5 separate regions of the Mus musculus genome follow, and regions 1, 2, 3 and 4 are each linked to region 5. A link is a contact called in public Hi-C, HiCAR-type and promoter capture Hi-C data. All regions are on one chromosome and are shown on one strand. The core of a region is the stretch at or near the end of the contact, and the rest is flanking DNA. Distances in the headings are between cores, read along the strand shown. Region 1 holds the start of Zzz3 (zinc finger, ZZ domain containing 3). Region 2 holds the start of Pigk (phosphatidylinositol glycan anchor biosynthesis, class K). Region 3 holds the start of Cth (cystathionase (cystathionine gamma-lyase)). Region 4 holds the start of Ptger3 (prostaglandin E receptor 3 (subtype EP3)). Region 5 holds the start of Fpgt (fucose-1-phosphate guanylyltransferase).

Region 1 (3,845 bases), core at 1,341-3,840, 2.7 Mb after region 5:
AGGAGTAATGACAAAAATGACACTTAGTGCTCCTAATGTAAGCAGATGTTTGTATTAACTACTGGTGTCTATCGTTCTAGTGATTGGATTAAACTACTACTCTGAGGGGCTAGAAGAGACACCTCAGCAGCTAAGAGCACTTGCTGCTGATCCTCTGGTTCCAAGCACCCACATAGCAGCGCACAACCACCGCCTGTAACTCCAGGGACTGTTGACAATCCTTTTCTGACCCTCAAGGCCTCCTTGACCACAACACTAGGGCACATACACATAAAATAAGCATCTTTTTAAAACTCAGGGTCAAAATTTTAAAAGAACTAACATCCATAGGCATGTTTTTGGTTTAGAATGCATAATTGGTACTTACATAAGCATTAAAAATTATAAAGCTGATGTTTCCTTAAATCTTTGTTTTAAAAGAACTTTCTGTGTGCAAAGCTACCAGCACCCTAGAACATTTCCACTGCAAAAACAAACAAAAGCTCTATTATTGGAGCTATTAGATACTTTCACCAAGTTATCTACACTTGAGTCCTGACAACAGATCTAACACTATATAATTTTATCTAGTGGATAATTTGCTGCTTGTAAATGCTATGAAAGTTTATTACCAAATCAGCCCTCCAACTTAGCCCTGACAACTTAGGACAAAGCACGGACCACAAAATGATCAGGTTCAGGGTAGAAAACTGAGAAGTTTGTAAAACAGAATAAAGAGCATTTTACTCTCCCTTTCTGTAGGTAGTAAGTACACTTTTGTAGTTTCAAAGAGACAGACAGTGGTTAAGAGTGCTTGCTGCTCTGTCTTGCGGTCCAAAGTTCAGACCCCTTACTCTGAACAGTTTAGAAAGTCCTGTAATACTGATCCTGGGGATCAGACACCCTCTTCTGGCTTCCAGAGAGCTGAGCACATACAATATCCAAGATACACAGGCACATAATAAGTAAATGATAAAAAATTTAAAATGGTATGTGCTGGCTGTGATAACAAATGCCATGAATCCGGGCCCACCTAGTCAGTTTTAGAGTATCCGGGGATACAGATAGTATGCCTGTCTCAGAGCGAGGGGTGGGGCGGACAGGATAACTATGAATGAATTATCTATCTAGTTTCCCGATTGTGTAGCTTCCATACTTTTGAATACAAAGAAATGAAAACAAATATGGTAAACTGACTTGTGAGTGGCTGTTCTAAGTAGAAAAAAGTGATTGACTCATGAAGACACTTATGACCGACCTCAAATTTAAGAAGTAGCGGGATTTTTCGTTAAAACAAACCCACTACTATTTTCTGCAAAACAAAACCGGCACCCCAGAATACCAAAAATGGTAGCCCCAATCCCTACCGACGTGAGTTTATCAGCATGTACAGAACAAGGATTGTATTCTGACCTCGGGTACTGTCAGGGGTGAGGGGGCCTCCCAAACACTGCCAAAAGTTACTGTCAGCAGCCAGGGTGACGAGGAGAACTTCCCAATAGACAAGTGGGTGGCTAAATGACGCCCGGACACGAGAGATGCTATGCGTTCTGTTGGGAGACTGGGGGAAGATTCTGCAGCCACAGGCGACAGGAAAGTGGAGCTGTCTGCAGAGAGGGTAACTGGGCAGAGGGGGCGGCGGCGGGCGGGGCGGGCTGGCAGCGGCCTCCGGGCCGGCGAGCGAGCGCCGGGCAGCGGCCGGCGGGGAGGTCTCCGCAGGTGGCGGGCGCCCGGGGGCGGGAGGAGCGCGGCGCGCGACAGCCGCTCTGCACCGCCGCAGGCGACGGCGAGGCGCGCGCACGAAGGCTCCCGGCGCCCGGGCGCGCGCCCCGGCCCCTCCCCGACAACTTGCCTGCAGGAAAAGAGTTACTGGTCCCAGGGCCCCGAGAACCCGGGGCTCCGCCATCCAGCGCAACCGCTCTGCCAACCAGGTCCCGCGAGAGTCCGGAGATCTCGCGATACCGACCCGCTGGCATCTCGCGGGCGGGCGTGCGCTGGAGCCAACATGGCGGCGTGGGGGAAGCTAATCACTACTTCGGGACTTTGAACGTGTGGTTCGTCCTCGCACTGGGAGGCCGCGGGCAAACGGGAGGAGAGGCAAGCCTTCCCCGCCCTGGATTCCTCCTCTGAGTCGTCTGAGGGGAGAAGGAAAGGCGGGACGCCAAACTCAGCCCTCTGCCGCCCTCCGGACGCCACGGAGGACCGCGCTAGCCCTCAGCCGGCCTGGCCTCCGGTCACGTGGCCGTCACGTGAGCCCCGCGCGCGCGCCCGGCGCCTCCGCAGGCCTCCCCGCCCCCTCAGCCGCGAACGCGCGCGCCCGGCCCACGTGGGGGCGCCGCCGCCGCCGCCGCCTCGGCCACCCCCTCCCGGCGCTCGCTCGCTCTGAAGGGCTCCGGCCCCGCGCGCGCCTTTCCCTCCGCGCTCCGCTCCCGCCCCTGCGCCGGCCCCGCCACGCGCCCCGGGGATCCCGCTTACCTCTCGCGTGGGGCGGGCCGCTCCGGGAGGCGCCGCCCGCGTGGCCGCCGTCGGCCGCCGCACTGGCTCCAGCGCCCTCCGCCGCAGGAAGCGCCACAGCGGCGCCGCGGCGCTTCCAGGTGGGTCCCCGCCTCCCGCTCCTCCACTTCCCGCAGCAGCGGCGGCTCCTTCCGGTCCCCTCCTTCCTCGGCTCTGAGACGCTGGGAGCCGGGCGCTCGGCGCGCCACCTACTGGTGGCCGCGGCCGCTGCAGCGATCCCGACCCGGCCGGCCGGCGGGCGGGAGGATTCACCGGCCCAGCCCGCTGCGTGCTGTGATCCGCTCTACCTTCCCGGAGAGGCTCCCCGCCCGCGTCCCGACCTTGCCTGGCCCCGCGGCGCTTTCCGCACGACGCCCCGGACTGCCGCGCCAGCCGCCGCCCGCTCAGTACGCAGGCGCCCACCTCTCCAGCCTTTGCTCACCTCCCTCCCTAGGGCAGGACTCTTCCCCAGCTCCACCGCGACTCGTCGGCAGTCCCACCAGAGTACACCTTCTCCACCGCTTTTATTTTCCGTACCTTTAAACAGCACTACCCGCCAAGAATGAAGTCTCTTTAAAGGCAGGGCGTCTTTTCTCTTAGCTTTTGCCCACAGTTGTGTCCAGCACCAAGTATGGCTCAACCCATAGTGAAAACTGGTTATTTATGTAGCTCAGCGTGTGCTTACCGGAACTACGTGAAGCTCTGAGTTCAATCCATAACACCGCCCTTTCAAATATACAGTATTAGCAGTGCAGCAAAGTAATGCCCGCCTTCAGTTACAGGGATAAGTATTTCCTCTGGGTTGATAGCACCATAGGCCACCACTTCTGAGCTGTGGGGACGCTCATGCAACCCTTTGGCTATTAGATTGTGTTCCAAAAAATACCAAGTCCACTGGTAGAATCCATTAACTGGGGCTCTTCGCAACTGTGCAGTATGGCTTCAGTGCCTTTCTTTGTTTTCCTTAGCTGGAGCAGTTTTGTTTTTCCAAGGAAGTGGGTAAGTGTGGTTTCTTTTCAATTGCTCGTAAGTTATTAGATCATAGAAGTGGACTTGTATTTGGTTGTCTCCAATTCAACTCAGAGTAATATCTGCTCCAAAATAAAGAATACCAATTATAGTTATACTGACTATCACACCTGCCATCTTGTGTCTTAGAGACACTGCTCTCCATTGCCTTAATTTTCCTAGTAGTGGGGTCTATAAGGCCTCACCACAGCACACCCTCCCATGGTTTTTATTGAACTGTGTTGGACTTGCAATAGGCAGAGATATAAAAATAACACGATTTCCCAGCCAGGCAATATGCTACCTGCATAGGCTAGCTACTATTGGGATGGTCAGAATTTATCTGCTGCTGGGAGCATTGTCTA
Region 2 (3,510 bases), core at 386-2,885, 2.4 Mb after region 5:
AGAGCTGGTAGCAGACTCACAATGTAGGAGCAGAGAATGCAACAAAGTGATTGCCTAACAAATGGAGATTTCAGCTGTGTGGCTAGCAGGAAAGTTTCAGAGACAAAAAGTTCCAGGCAAGTGTGAGAATAGACCCACTGCTACAACCACCCTCAGCCCCCAAAACCATTCTAACAGCTGCCCAGACACTGAACAAAGCAGCAAGCAGGGTGCTACTGTGGATAACCCCTGGTTTAGGCATGGGAAGGCCTGAGCTAAAATTGAGCGGTACATGACACTGGGGCAAGTCAGTTTGCACTTTAAGCTTGAATTTCTCCAAAAGAAAATGAGATTTGACCTAAATAATCTCTAGCGTCCTTTCTAGGCTCAAACTTGTTGCTCCATTGAAACTTTACTGAGAACTCTGTAGCAGCAATGTAACGTTAATCAGTCAACATTTAGTTAACGGAGCACCTTCTACGTGCCAAGCACCACGGAATACGGTGATAGGAAAATCACCAAAAGGCATGCAATCTTCTCTCAAGCACATCAGAGTTTAATACAGGTGGACATGTAAATGCACTGCACTACAATGTACAATTACGGATTCACTGTATGCTTAGACATCTATCCTGTCGGGGATGACAGCAGATCACAGTGCGTGCCTTCATCAGAGATTACTGTCCAGTTAAATAGACACACGTTAGCAAAGAACTCACCACACAATATATAAAGACACCAAATGTGGTCTGTAATTGTAACAGGGGAACATGACTTTGTAAGGGAAGGTTTCCCTACAGAAGTGACATTTTGGGCGAATACCCAAAAGATGAAAAGACAATTCCAGACCAAAAAAAAAAAAATTGGGCCAATGGCAAAAGGGTCCCAGTGGTTTGTGAAACTGAAAGCTTAACAAAGCTAGACATTTAAAGAAGGTGTAAGAGATTTCAAGAAGGGGTCCTGAGTGACATGATCAGGTCAGCATTTGAAAAGTTACTCCGTCCTCAGCTCAGAGAACAGACTAAACCAGAACTGCCCCTGCTGAGTTAGGAGACTAGGGCAGCCTCGGTGATAAACTTGGACGAGGTGTTTTTACAGTGTGTGCTGACGCCCGGGCAAGCAGGTCTAAAAAATAATGCTAGAAATCCAAGTCGCGTCGCTGGGGAAATCGCTGGTAACAGCATCGTAAAGAAACCAGACGTCCTGCAGCCTCAGGGAGGAGGAGGTCAGGGCGGAGGAGCAAAACACCAAAGCCATGACAGTCCCCACGCGTGCCCTGCCTGTCACAGGAGCAGAGGACCGGGTCCTCCTCCCTCGTCACCGCTGGCTTCGCACTCTTAACAGGGCGTTCTAAAAGGCTGTGTCCGGTCCCTGTCCTCAGGACGGACGGTCCTGAATCCCACAACACAGCCCGGGGAGGGAAGACGCTGCAGGCGGCTGCCCTCAGGGGCCGTGCGTCCTGCACCTGAGGCGCTCACAGTCACACGGTCCTCCCTGGGGTCGGTCCTCAACAGACACCGATGCCTACCTCGATGTGTCCAGCGGCAGAGCTGCCGAGAGACAAGAGCGCCAAGGCGGCCAGGGTAGCCACCCGCAGAGTGAGGAAGCAGGGGGCCGCCATGTTTGCCGGCTTCTCACGCCCCGAAGAGCAAAGGGGCGGGGCGAGTGCCGTAAAGCAGCGCTGCCGCTGCCGTGCACGGGGGGGTGTGGTTTGGTTTGTTCTTCCCATGGTAGTGGCCTTGAGTTGTTTTAGTTTTTGTTTTGTTTTGTTGCTTCATTTTGTTGTTTTGTTTTGTTTGCCACCGCATACACCTTCCTCCATTCAGGTTCTGGAGTGGCCGGGGCAACCTAATTGGAGAATTACTTACTCAGCTATGTTTCTAGGTTTGTTTTGTAAAATAGACACAATATTTAAGGAGGAAATTTTAAAAAGATAATTTGGGGATCCACAATATTTGATGTTTCCCTTTGGTGTGGTGCTATCAGTTAGTTGGCTATGTGGTCCAAGATTTCTAAATCTTAAAGGACGACAAAATGGAAATATGATCACTGGGGTTTAATGACTGCCAACCTACAGGGGAAAAAAAATGGGTTCAGTGAAGGATGTTGCTTCAAGAGATCAAGTCAGAAAGAGGTGGCACCCAACACCTGCTTCTGGCTTCCATAAGTGGGCCTGTAAACACACACACACACACACACACACACGTACACACACGTACACACACGTACACACAGACACCATACAGAAGGGAAAAAATATACAGTATTTCTGGTCATTCTGTTTTCTAATTTTGAAAAAAATTTTTGTTGTAACACTATTACTCATCCATTTTAATTATTCTTTGAATATTTCTTTTAATTTTTTTTGAGACAAGGTCTCATTATGAAGCCCTGCCTGACCTAAAGCTACCTTGAACTCACAGAGAGACCTGCCTACCACTGTCTCCCACGTGCTGACATTAAAAGCACGTGCTACCATGGCCAGTTTTGCTTGAAAGTGTTTTGTGTCCTTTTTGTTTCACACACACACACACACAAAACAACTTTAGTTTTTGGATTTTATGTAACGTGTATGGATATTTTTCCTACATATATGCCTAAGCACAATGTGTGTGCATTGCCTGCAGAGGTCAGAAGTGGACATCAGATCCTCTGGAACCAGAGATGGTTGTTAAATCACCACGTGGGTTCTGAAAACTAAACCCAGGACCTTTGCAAGAGCAGCCAGTACTCTTAACCACTGAGCTATCTCTTCACTCCCCACAAAAGCCCTTTTTTTTTAATTGGATATTTTATTTACATTTTTAATGTTATCCTCTTTCCATGTTTCCCCTCTGGAAACCCTCTATCCCATCACCCCTCCCACTGCTTCTACTACAACAGACTGACCTACACTGACAGCATTTCCCTACACTGAGTCATCTAGCCTTCACAGGACCAAGGGCCTCGTCTCCCACTGATGCCCAACAAAATTATCCTCTGCTGCATATGCAGCTGGAGCCATGGGTCGCTCCATGTGCACTCTTTGATTGGTGGTTTAGTCCCTGGGAGCTTTGGGGGGTCTGGTTGGTTGATATTGTTGTTCTTCCTACAGGTTGCAAACCCCTTCAGCTCCTTCAGTCCTTTCTCTAACTCCTCCATTGGGGTCCCCATGATGAGTCCAATGGTTGGCTGCAAACACCCACCTCTGTATTTGTCAGGCTCTGGCAGTGCCTCTCAGGAGACAGTTATATCAGGCTCCTGTCAACAAGCACTTCTTGGCATCCACAGTAGTGTCTGGGTTTGGTGACTGTATATGAGATGGATCCACAGTAACCCTCCAAAATCTCTGAGGAGAAACCTGCTCAGCAGGTTCTTCTTGAAATTCATGTAAATGAAGCATTCCCAGGCTTACCCCCCCACCAATAACATTTACCCACCTTGTAAGTCCCCACACACTCCCCAAGATCTATACAGCCCCGTATAAAGTTGAACTGTCTCACTGAAGTTGATCCCAGAAGTCAATGCATTGGTATTCTTAGCTTTCTGAAC
Region 3 (3,795 bases), core at 842-3,341, 2.8 Mb before region 5:
ATATATATGAAATGTTAAGGAATTTATTTTTTCCTGAAGATCTGTGGTTTCTGCCACCACAGTTGTTTCAGATGTCAGATCAAACATAAAAGGCATGCAGCTCAGCATGTGCTCCTGGATTCACATACTCCTTTGCAGTTCTCTTTGCTGTCTTGGAAACAGGAGACTGTGTCTGTTTTCTTCAGTGCTTCTGCTCATTGGCCACTCTGTGCGTCTGTCATAGATCTAGCTAGTTGGACTCTGAAGGATGGGAAGTTAAGTGCTTTCCGTTATTCTAGCTGAGAGGTATGGAGTCACTCATGCTCAGCTTTGCACACAGGTCAGATGATGTCTGAGAGAGAAATTCCTGGGTGGAAGGGACATTCCTGTGAATAGAGAAATTTAAATCTTGGGCTGCCACCCCACAGCTTCCTCTAACTTTATCAGAAGCCTCTCATTTAGAAAGTCTGTATAAGGGCCACTTTTCAAAGACCTCTTTGTGACAGTTACACTAAATAAAATGTCCAGTGGGAAGATGGCTCAGTGGGTAAATGCTTGCCGCACAGCCTGACACCCTGTGTTCTATCTCCAGCATCTACCTTTGTGCTGCTGTGTATCTGTAATAGCAGCTCTCCTACTGTAGAAGACAGAGAATCCACTGAAGCTCCTGGGTGGTCTAGCCTGGGGTAAGCAGTGCAAAGACCCTGCGTCAACAGGGAGGTGGAAGACTGTCCTCTGACCTCTATGGGTGTGCCACACATTCCTCTGCACTCTCAAATACGATAAACAGACAAGTATACAAACAAATAGAAAACATCCATGTTTGTATAACCCAGGGCTTACCAACTGTACTTAGAACTGGACTCAGAACTGTTTCAGGCCCTTCTACTCCTCGGTGTTTTCTGTGATCTCATCAAAATGTACTTACGTCTTTAGAGATGGCTCAGGGAGCAAGAGCATTGCCCGCAGGAGCATTGGTTCCAGAGCACCAGGGCTTGGCTTTCTCTCCCACACGCAGATCACATCTGTTTCCAAATGCAGTTCCAGGGGAATCCAACAGCCTTTCTGACCTCTGTAGACATCAAGTATGCATGTGGTGCAATACACACACACACACACACACACACACACACACACACACAAACACATCGTTAAAATATACTCAGGCTGAGAACATACTTTAAAAGGAGAAATACTAATCAAGCAAGCATGGTAACCCGTTAGTGTTTCAGAGGCTACCCGCTTCCCCTGTGCCTCTGGCAGTGTACACTTGGTTCTGGAAGGTGATTGTGTCTGGAGCTAATTTGAAAAGCATACTGATTGTGTTTGCTCTTCGTAGCTTTTCCAAACCGTAGCTTTTAAAATCAGTTGTTTATTCCTTAACACCTTCCAAATTCGTTCAACAGTGTTTCAAAGTTTTAGGTTCGGGCTGGTGAGATGGCTCAACAGGTAAGAGCACCCGACTGCTCTTCTGAAGGTCCTGAGTTCAAATCCCGGCAACCACATGGTGGCTCACAACCATCCGTAACGAGATCTGACTCCCTCTTCTGGTGTGTCTGAAGACAGCTACAGTGTACTTACATATAATAATAAGTAAATATAAATAAATCTTAAAAAAAAAAAACAAAAAAAAAAACAAAGTTTTAGGTTCGACTTCCCAGGTACAGAAACTCCTTAAATTCCCCAGTTCTCGGACAAGGTGTAAAATTAGGTCAAAGCTACGTCTTTTTGGGAGCAAAGCTTGGGCCTTAAGGCCTGATCTTGGCCAGAGTAGAGACGCGGGCGCTGGTGGCACAGCTGTGGCGGTCCTCAGATCCGAGGGAAGCACCTGCCTGCGTGACCCTTGCCGGAACTCTGGGGCCACGCGAGGCTGCTGGAGGTTGCGTCCCTATCCTGCAGACAAAGGGGATCTCTGGGCTGAGTGCTGCACCTCAGTGCTGAGGTGTCCCACGTGGGCACTGCTCTGTGCCACTGGGAGGCGGGGCAGGAACGATCGGGGCAACACCTCCACTGCCGACCAATAAGCAGGGCCGCTGCCTAGGGACCAGCGATGATTGGTTGCGTCGGCCCCTCCCCACCCTGGATATAAGCGCCAAAGTCCAGAAGGTTTTAGCCAAAGCAACACCTCGCACTCCTGCCCCAGCATGCAGAAGGACGCCTCTTTGAGCGGCTTCCTGCCTAGTTTCCAGCATTTCGCCACTCAGGCCATCCACGTGGGACAAGAGCCTGAGCAATGGAATTCTCGTGCCGTGGTGCTGCCCATTTCGTTGGCCACCACATTTAAGCAGGACTTCCCGGGCCAGTCCTCGGTAAGCAGCCGGGCAGGGCTGGGCTGACTGTGGGAGCGCTCGGGACATGCGCTCTCTGCGATTTTCAGTTAAAAACCAGAACTGTAAGTTGTTGAATTCTGTAGCATCGAAGCTACCTGCAGCCAGTCCTACTTTGAAAAATGAAGGCTCTTGGGCTGGTGAAATGGCTCAGCAGTCGTGCTGACTAGTTTTATATCAACTTGACTCAAGCGAGAGAGGAGGGGACCTCGATTGAGACAATGCCTCCAGTAGATCAGGCTGCAAGCAGGCATTTTCTTAATTAGAGATTGATGGGGGAGGATAAGTCCATGGTGGGTGCCCCCCCCCCCCAGGCTAGTGGCCCTGCGTTCTATAAGAAGTTGGGTGAACGAGCCAGTAAGAAGCCACCTCTCCGTGGCCTCTGCATTAGTTCTTGCCTCCAGGTTCCTGTCCTAACTGCTTTCCATGGTGAACTGTTAAATGGAAGTAAAATAAAAAACTCTTTCCTCCCCAAGTTGGTTTGGGCATGGTGTTTATTACAGCAGGTATATAAAGGTGCTTGTCACCAGACCTGACTACTATAATTCAATCCCATAATCTATAGGATGGAAGGAGAGAACCAACTCCTGTAGTTGTTTTTTTTTTGTTGTTTGTTTGTTTGTTTTTGAGACAGGGTTTCTCAGTGTAGCCCTGGCTGTCCTGGAACTCACTTTGTAGACCAGGCTGGCCTCGAACTCAGAAATCCGCCTGCCTCTGCCTCCCAAGTGCTGGGATTAAAGGCATGAACCACCACCTTAGTTGTTCTTTGATGCACCCAAAGGCTTGCACTCTCCCTCTCTCTCCTTCTCTCCCCCCTCCCTCTCTTCTCTCTGTCCCCAGTCTCTTTCACCCACTCCGTCCCTCTCTCCCTGTCCTTCTCTTCCTCCCTCCCCCCTCAGTCTCTTTCTCTTTCTCCTCTCTCTCACACACTAAACAATGAAAATCCTAGAATTAAGATTAGTTTCAGTCGGTATGTTCAGTTAATAGCTAATGTGTATTTATGTACCAAGTGCGTACTTAAAATCTATGTGTGTTACATGTAGAGTCTCACTGAAGGTTAACAAGAAGGATCCTAGCCTGAACTAAGGTCTCAAGTGTTCAAACTGAGATAGCTGAGATAATAGGGTTATAAGATTTAATTTATCTTGAACCCCTCCCTTCTGCAACTGACTCCATGGTGCTGCACTGTAACTGAGCTATGTAATAGTTCAAGCCATTTCATCATCTAAGCCAGCAGTTCTCAACCTCTGGGCTGTGACCCCTTTGGGAGTGGAACAACCCTTTTCAGGGGTTACATGTATCAGGTATTTACATCACGATTCCTAATAGTAGCAAAATTACAGTTTCGAAGTAACAACAAAAATAATTAGTTGGGGGTCACTACACCATGAGGAACTGTATTAAAGGGTCACAGCATCAGGAAGATTGGCAACCATTGATCTAAGTAGTGTGGCTTTGTGATTAAGAGCACATGGGTTTTAATTCTTAC
Region 4 (3,993 bases), core at 1,476-3,975, 2.5 Mb before region 5:
TCAATGAGAGAACTTGCCTCATACATAAGGTGAAACATGATCAAAGAAGACACTTAACCCCAGCCTCTAGGCCCCACATGCGGAGGTCATCAACAGCACATGTGCACACCTCCACGTGTGCGTTCTCTTTCTCGATCACATATACACACATGCAGAAATAAACAAAAATGCCAATTTTGAAACAAAATTTCTCTTCTGATACAACCTCATGTTGAATTCATTTTAACTGTTTTATTGAGAAATTATTGTATAAAGTGTTAGCTAAAATGCAACCAGTTGGGATCATCCAAACGTGCAGTCACCCCATTCTTGTGTTTTACAGGCATCTCTCTATGCTCTGGATCCTAGGGCAGGACTCCTGACAGTTGTGCTATGTTGGGACACTGTTTGCCTCTAAAGCCATGCTGGTTCAGTGAAGTGTTTACTCTGGGAGCTTCATTTCCCTCTGCTTGGCCACCTACACCCCATTCCTCAACCACAGCAGTAAATGTCTAAAATTGGTGCTGGTTCTGATAAACATGGTGATGACATCAGCCTGTGCTCCAGCTCCTGGAGAACAGTGACTACTCAGTCACTTGTGAGCAGTTAGGTCCCAGCAGCACTGTCCTGTCTGTACAACTCCAGGCCAGTTACCGCAGGGATCTCTAAGGCTTGTCATACATACTCAGGGAGGGTGGGTAAAGAAAAGAACCATATAACCATTTGAAAGGAGATTAACCTTATGTGGCACATCAACATGTCGCTGACCTCACTGAACTGTATATGTAAATGGGAGAGAGAGATGTAAGACAGACAGAGAGAGAGAGAGGGAGAGAGAGAGAGAGAGAGAGAGAGAGAGAGAGAGAGAATCGAGTCTGCTATGTAATGGTCAATAACTGTACCACACCATGGGGATGCTCCTCTGCACATTAAGCCAGGCTGTGTGAGCCCAAAGTAAGCATCCATTCTTTGCCAATTAGCAAACCACACTTATCCACAGAAGTTTCTAGCTACAAGTGCCACAGGAAAAAAAAAAAAACCCTCAAAAACACCATGTGAGAGTTGGGGATAGGGAGCATGCGGAAGCATGGCTTCCTCTGGGTAGTTCTGTGATGGATACGATGCCAAGGACCGAGAAACCCTTACCTCCTGTCTCTGGAATTGCGGAGATCTGCGATTCACTCCTCTATAAGGATGGGGGGGGGGGGCACAAGTGTGTGTGTGTTGGGGGGGGTAGTGCGTGTGTGTGTGTGTGTGCTACTGGAGAGTCCTCCACTTTGGTGTACACAGTACCCGGCTTCTTAGGGGGCTGCGGCATCTGTGCCTTCCTGACCCTCCCTGCAGACAGTAGCTACCTGAGAACCTTTAGTGCTGGCAACAGAAAGACAGTTTGCCAAGAAGGTTAGTTGCTGTGCGGCTGAAGCCATAGGACCTGCCTGGCTCCCAGGTGCCCAAACATCGCAGCGGGATTAGCAGGTTGAGCTAGAGTTGTCATCATACCTCCTCTTATAACGCAAGGGGCAAACATCAGTCTGCACTGGCTTGAGCAGCGTCTACCCACCTCTGTGCCTAGGCTGTTTGCATCTTCACAAGCGCCTGGCAAGTCTGGACCGACTTGACTAGCTCTTGTAAGCTCCGCAAGCGGCTTAGGCTCTTGGCTGGAGGCTGCAACCCGGGGCCGCATGAGCGGCAGGAATTCTGGGTGCTAGTCACTTTCAGAAAGTTTCCCTACATTTACGGCTCCCTACAAACGCCCCCACTCTACCAACTACTTACCAATAGCGGCGACCAACAGACGGACAGCACACACATGATCCCCATGAGCTGGATGGCCGTCTCCGTGGTGATTCTGCCCCACTGGGCGCTGGACTGCGAGACGGCGGCTTTGGCCCGACAGCGGGACACCAGGGCTTTGATGGTCGCCAGGTTGCAGGCAAAGGTCACCACCAGAGCCAGCAAGCCCAAGCAGGCGAAGGCGGAGGCAAAGGCCACGCTGCCCGGCTCGCGCGCAGGGTCTGTCTCGTTGCCCGCCGGCCCGGTGCTGATGAAGCACCACGTGCCCGGCCACTGCACGCTGTAGCGGCCCACGCCCAGCACCGGCAGCAGCGCGAAGGCGAGCACAGACAGCCACACGCCCAGCAGTACCGCGCGCGTGGCGCGAGTCTTCATGTGGCTGGCATACCAGTGCGGCGCACGGATGGCCAGGGCGCGCTCCACGGCCATGGCGCTGGCCACCAGGAGCGAGGATAGCCCGAACACTGTCATGGTTAGCCCGAAGAAGGTGCACAGACGCCCCGATGGGTCGAGCTGCTCCCAGCGTCGCTGTGACAGGTACACGAGGATGACCACCGGGCTGGTCAGGAGCTGCCCCACTAAGTCGGTGAGCGCCAGCCAGCCAATGCACAGCAGGAAAGACTTCTTGCGCTTGCTCTCGCGGCGCCGGTAGCTGCGCGACACGAGCAGCATGGCCAGCGCGTTGCCCACGAAGCCAGTGACCATCATGGTGATGGGAAAGGCCACGGACACGGAGCCGCAGTCGTCGGTAGTACTTGACAGGTTGCTGTGCGCTTCAGCAGAGTGCTCCGGCGCCCACATGCTAGCCATAGTGGCGGGGCCACGGTAGGGCGCACGGGGCCGGAGCCTCCCGGCTCAGCTGCGGGATAGCAGCAGAGTGCACTGGGGGACAGCCGGAGCCCAGGCTCTGCTCTCCATCGCCCGCCGCCTCCCGCGCTAGGCTGCGGGGACTGGACAGGCGCCGCCCGACGCCGCGCGAGGCTCCTCCCGCGCCTTGGAGCTCGAGGGGCGGTGCTGCGAGTAGGCAGGCGAAGGGCGGTGTGGGCTGGGATCACCTGGCGCCGCGCCCCCTAGGTCTGCCTCTCCAGCTCTGGGACTCTGTAAAGTGCTCATCAGCCTTTGGGTTACGTGACACTGGAGAAAAGACGAAATCTGACATGTTAGTAGCTGCGTGAATCGCAATGCTGATTTCTCCTCATGTTTGACTGTCATTGAATTTGTTTTATTTAATATATATATATAAATATATATATGTATATGTATCAATATCATATGTATATACATATGATACTCACATCTGGGAAAGAATAGGGATGAGTTTGTGTTTTAAGTCTTCCTGAAACTATTGCCTTATTTTACTTTGGACTAATTCCAAACTCATATTGGTAAAATACTTTTCTAGGATAATGTCAGTTTAAAAATCCAAAACCAAGTAAGCACACAGGTGAAAGTACATAGCAAATTCACATTTTCACTGAGTGACATTTCAGTATAATGATACATTTAAATTTTAAGAGTATTCTGGAATTCATACATCAAAGAAAATATGCCACCCTTTAGTTAGATCAAAAATTTTATATTTATTAATAACTAACTTGTTTACATTATCATCCCCCTATTTCCCACCCCGCTGTGTGTGTGTGTGTGTGTGTGTGAGAGAGAGAGAGAGAGAGAGAGAGAGAGAGAGAGAGAGAGAGAGAGAGAGAGAGAGAGAGAGAGTCCTTTCGTATTTACATTGAGGTCAGACTTCAACATGGAGTGTCTTCCACTGTGACTCCCGGCCTGGTATGGCCTCACACACCCAAGCCCAACAGCCAGGCTACTTTTACTCAGGTGTTGGGAATCCCAATTCAGGTCTTCCTTTGAGTGGTTAGCATTCTATTCATTAGGTCACTTCCCCCTGCCTAATGCTTACTGAGAAGGTCGACCATAAGAACATGTATTGGCAAAGATAGTTAATCAATCTCTCTCTCTCTCTCCCTCTCTCTCTCTCTCCCTCTCTCTCTCTCTTATTGGATATTTTCATTTACATTTCATGTTATCCCCTTTCCCGCCCCTCCCTGTAACACCCTATCACATCTCTCCCCCTGCTTCTAAGAGGGTGTTCCTCCACCCACCCACCCACTCCCACCTCCCCACCTTTGATTCCCCTACACTGGGGCATCTATCCAACCTTCATAGGACCAAGGACCTCTCCTTCCACTTGATACCATGACAAGA
Region 5 (3,462 bases), core at 716-3,215:
CTCTCAACCCTCATCAGAAAGGTTTCTTTCTTTCTTTCTTTCTTTCTTTCTTCTTTTTGCAATATATGGCAACTAACACAGAGACTAATAACTGGTCAATGTGTAGAGAGTACAACTAAGCAGTGCTCAATTTCTGAAAGGTACACACACACACACACACACACACACACACACACACACACACAGTGTAGGGATCACTGTCAAAGGGAGGGAGAAAGAGGGTAAGTGCCGGAGGAGGTGGACACTGTTTTCTGGACATAGCAGGCAGCTGCACTCATGAACTCACAGCAGCTGTAACAGCACCCAAGGCCTGCACTAGCTCAAGACAGCACATTTCAGCATGGAATGGAAAGGTGGGTGTGAAGTACTATATGAGAAATTTAAATTTGGTTAATTTGTTTTCCACTTATAAGAATGTTTGGTAGGTACTCAAATATGTAGGCCTTTTTGACCTGTATTATTCCCTTTGGACCTCAACCTCCTCCTGTAGTTGAAAATAAATTCCCTCTCCATTCTGACAACTCACAAAATTGTCTAGCCAGCCCTGTCTTGATCTCCAGAACCACATACATGATGCACAGACACACAACAATTTCTACTATATTTGCACTAGTTTATTCTACATATCCAATATTATTACAGGTCTTCTCTTATGACTTCACTATGCTTCCCCATACATACCTTTCCTCAGCTCATTTAAATGTCATGTCATCCACTTTCAGCATCTTTTAGTAATTTCTCTCACAATCCACACTTATTTATTGGACAGGTGTTGTTGGTTAAGTGTTTCTATAATCTAAGCAATTTCTCTCCATCTCCCATTATTATCTTTTAAATTTCCACCAAATCTTTCCTGTTTGTGTTACTTTAGTAGACTCCAAATAAAGCTCTGCTTATATTCTTGCCATACCCACCAACATACTTCAGTGTGTCTGTGCCCTTTAAACATAAGGCAGGTCACCAAAAACCTGGGATGACTCCAGTTCACTCAAGACTATAAATTACAAGCTCTGACTGCTATTGCTGTTATTATCTATCGGGCCTTTCTGTATTTTCTTAATTTCCTTCAGCCGGAGTGTATTGTGAAACAGTTATCTCCTCCCCACAAATGTGTCCACTTTAAATACAGAATTAAATGCTGAGGTCAAGGCTTTAAGTGAAAAACTAAGCTTACTCAGAAACTTAAAAGTTCATAGGGAGCTGCTATGCAGAATTCTGAGTTAGATTTTAAAGAAGAGAAGCTTCTCAAGTCAAATTGTAGTGGTAAGATTTCTGGGTTTCAGACTGAAATGGCTTCCTCAAATAGCGTTCCTCTCTATGTACTATGTGAAAGATTAAAGAGATCAACCTGTAGTACTCGATATAAACTTATGCACTCTACAAGAGAAACACATATAACCACTCTATGAAAGTGTATTAAGTAAGACTGGTTCTTTCCAATATCTGGCACCTTTGGTTGAATCTCCTTGAAGCAAGTGAACACAACAGAGTGTGCAGTGCTGGCTAAAGGCGCTAGTTCAGTACTGGGCCTGGGAAGTTGGACAACTGAAGGGTGCAGAGTAGTCTGGCCCACCAGAAAGCATCCCACAGAGCCGAGCCTCTCTCTGGTTCAGGGGCCTGGCCTCCCTGGGAGGCTTCTGACAGGAATAGGAGCTCCGTGCGGGCAGGTCACCTCAGCATCTGGGTGGTGGATCCACTAATGGTGGGTGGGTTGGTCTTCTCGGTCGCACCGCGGGTTGTCAGACACGGTAAGGCAGGAACCCAGAGCTCCGCACAACCCGACCCCGCTAGGTGCCCGCCCATCTGCCCCACAGATCGTTGCCCAGGAAACGCCGCTTGCGCACGCTCACGCCATCCTAGCTTTTCAAGTCTCAGGGCGCTTCCAGGGCCGCGGTGACGTGGAGAGCATGGAGGAGGCGGGGCGGGGCGGGGCGGGGCGGGGTTTGGAGTGCGCGTGCGTGCTAAGTGTGCTCCCGGAAGTCGGCCATGGCGTCTCTCCGCGAAGCCACCCTGCGGAAACTGCGCAGATTTTCTGAGCTGAGAGGTACCAAGGCGGAACTGAGTTCTCTGCCCCCCTGCACGGAGAGCGCCTTCCCAAGGACCCCGCGCAGCTTCCTGTCCGATACCCCTTCCTGTCCGCTCCGTCCTGGCCAGGCCAGCCAGACTTTTCCCTTTTTCCCTTTTCCTCCTCTCTGTGCGAGCCTAAACTTAGATGTCAGGAAGGAGCAGTAAGAGAATTACCAACGGGAAGTAACACTGGCTTAACTCAGTGGTAGAAGACCTTTTGCTTAGAGTCTGCAGTAGTCGTTACCTTGTTTCTTTTCTTTTCCCAAGCCCCGCTGCTTAACTCCACTTTATTCCAATGTAAACCCCAATACGGAGGCAATCATGGCTTTAAATTTGATAATGTAAGTTTGGGGTACAGCTGTCTGGTAAAATTGATATTTATGAGTGCCTAAAATGTACGGTCTTATATTTGGATACCAGAATGATTGGAACTATTAAATCCAAGCTAACATGTCTGTCTCTCTCCTCTCCTTCTCCCTCCCCTTCCCCCTCCTTTCCTACCTATTCCTCCTTCTTATCTCAGTCCCTCCCTCCCTCTTTATCTTTCCCCTCCCTCTCATTCTCTCTCAACTTGTTAAAAACCTTATTAATATTTTTGCTGATTAGAGGGTTCCACTGATTCTTGAAAGTGCAATTTGTCATTTAATGAGTTCATTGAGAAGTTTAGTCCTGGGGTTTGTGTTGTATTCTGATTGCTTATATAAAGTGTAGTTTGATCATCGTTAATAAAAATATTAGAAGCTAGGACTGGTGTCGCAAGTCTGTACTGTCATCTACTTGAGACGCTAAGGCAGTAGGAACGAGGTTCAAGACCTACCTGGATTGCACAGACAAATAGACGATGATAATTGATAGACAGATAGATAATAGGTAGATCGATCGGTCGTGTGGTAGATAGATAGAAAATAAATATGAGTTCAGAGCCAATCTGTCAAGTAGTGGAAGAGTCCATGATTCACTGAAGAATGAGTCACCAAAGAATGATGCCCCAGATTCCAACAGTATGTAAACACAAAGAGTATTTATTCTGCAGAAGTCCAGCCTTCTGGGTCTCCCATTGCCAAGATAGAGAGACCCTGAAGTGAACTCGCAGGACCAATTTCAAGCACATTAGAGGAGTTCTGGGTTAGGTAGGCTTTGCCTTCCTCTATCTCTAGTCAAGTGCATTAGTGAGAAGGGGGGAAGTATAGAATAGAACTTCAATCTGTAACTGAATGTGAACAATCACTTGCAATAGCTTACTACCTTTGAACTAGCCTGTCTCAACCCTGTCAAACGTAAGATACTAAATTAATTAAATAGATAAATGAAGGATTATGAACATAGCTCAGTGATAGAGCTGGCAAGCATAGGACTCTGTGGTTATTTCCCAGTACCACAAAAGAAAAGGAAAGA

What was found. Promoter capture Hi-C pulls out the DNA fragments that hold promoters and counts their contacts. Hi-C and Micro-C count contacts between places; a contact is called where the count stands out from the background. HiCAR-type assays count read pairs that join an accessible place to other places.
Region 1: a Hi-C map of B cells shows a contact between it and region 5, with 8 read pairs. The contact joins the promoter of Zzz3 here to the promoter of Fpgt in region 5. A contact is called at or near these places in 2 of 39 promoter capture datasets (liver and pre-B cells), 1 of 484 Hi-C or Micro-C datasets (B cells) and 1 of 115 datasets of contacts at active chromatin or transcription factors (thymic regulatory T cells).
Region 2: a promoter capture Hi-C map of pre-B cells shows a contact between it and region 5, with 9 times the contacts expected there. The contact joins the promoter of Pigk here to the promoter of Fpgt in region 5. A contact is called at or near these places in 4 of 39 promoter capture datasets (the C10 cell line, liver and pre-B cells), 1 of 484 Hi-C or Micro-C datasets (CD4 T cells) and 2 of 9 other capture datasets (adipose tissue and liver).
Region 3: a promoter capture Hi-C map of liver shows a contact between it and region 5, with 5 times the contacts expected there. The contact joins the promoter of Cth here to the promoter of Fpgt in region 5. A contact is called at or near these places in 6 of 39 promoter capture datasets (the C10 cell line, cranial neural crest, hippocampal neurons and 2 more), 2 of 115 datasets of contacts at active chromatin or transcription factors (astrocytes and regulatory T cell precursor) and 1 of 9 other capture datasets (liver).
Region 4: a HiCAR-type map of astrocytes shows a contact between it and region 5, with 6 times the contacts expected there. The contact joins the promoter of Ptger3 here to the promoter of Fpgt in region 5. A contact is called at or near these places in 3 of 39 promoter capture datasets (embryonic stem cells, hematopoietic stem and progenitor cells and hippocampal neurons), 1 of 484 Hi-C or Micro-C datasets (LSK cells) and 2 of 115 datasets of contacts at active chromatin or transcription factors (astrocytes and thymic regulatory T cells).

The regions. Positions count from the first base shown.
Region 1 is chr3:152,394,748-152,398,592 of GRCm38.p6, reverse strand. Zzz3 (zinc finger, ZZ domain containing 3) reads right to left here and starts at 2,590. Exons shown (of 14, transcript NM_001080755.2): 1 at 2,455-2,590.
Region 2 is chr3:152,712,225-152,715,734 of GRCm38.p6, reverse strand. It overlaps Pigk (phosphatidylinositol glycan anchor biosynthesis, class K), which reads right to left and starts at 1,635. Exons shown (of 11, transcript NM_025662.5): 1 at 1,508-1,635. The coding sequence starts at 1,600.
Region 3 is chr3:157,923,359-157,927,153 of GRCm38.p6, reverse strand. It overlaps Cth (cystathionase (cystathionine gamma-lyase)), which reads left to right and starts at 2,091. Exons shown (of 12, transcript NM_145953.2): 1 at 2,091-2,288. The coding sequence starts at 2,124. It overlaps 1810013D15Rik (a long non-coding RNA gene), which reads right to left and starts at 1,946. Exons shown (of 6, transcript XR_867796.2): 1 at 1,808-1,946; 2 at 908-1,051; 3 at 129-365.
Region 4 is chr3:157,565,608-157,569,600 of GRCm38.p6, reverse strand. It overlaps Ptger3 (prostaglandin E receptor 3 (subtype EP3)), which reads right to left and starts at 2,725. Exons shown (of 4, transcript NM_001359745.2): 1 at 1,756-2,725. The coding sequence starts at 2,583.
Region 5 is chr3:155,091,881-155,095,342 of GRCm38.p6, reverse strand. Fpgt (fucose-1-phosphate guanylyltransferase) reads left to right here and starts at 1,965. Exons shown (of 4, transcript NM_029330.2): 1 at 1,965-2,044. The coding sequence starts at 1,987. It overlaps Lrriq3 (leucine-rich repeats and IQ motif containing 3), which reads right to left and starts at 1,909. Exons shown (of 8, transcript NM_028938.2): 1 at 1,673-1,909.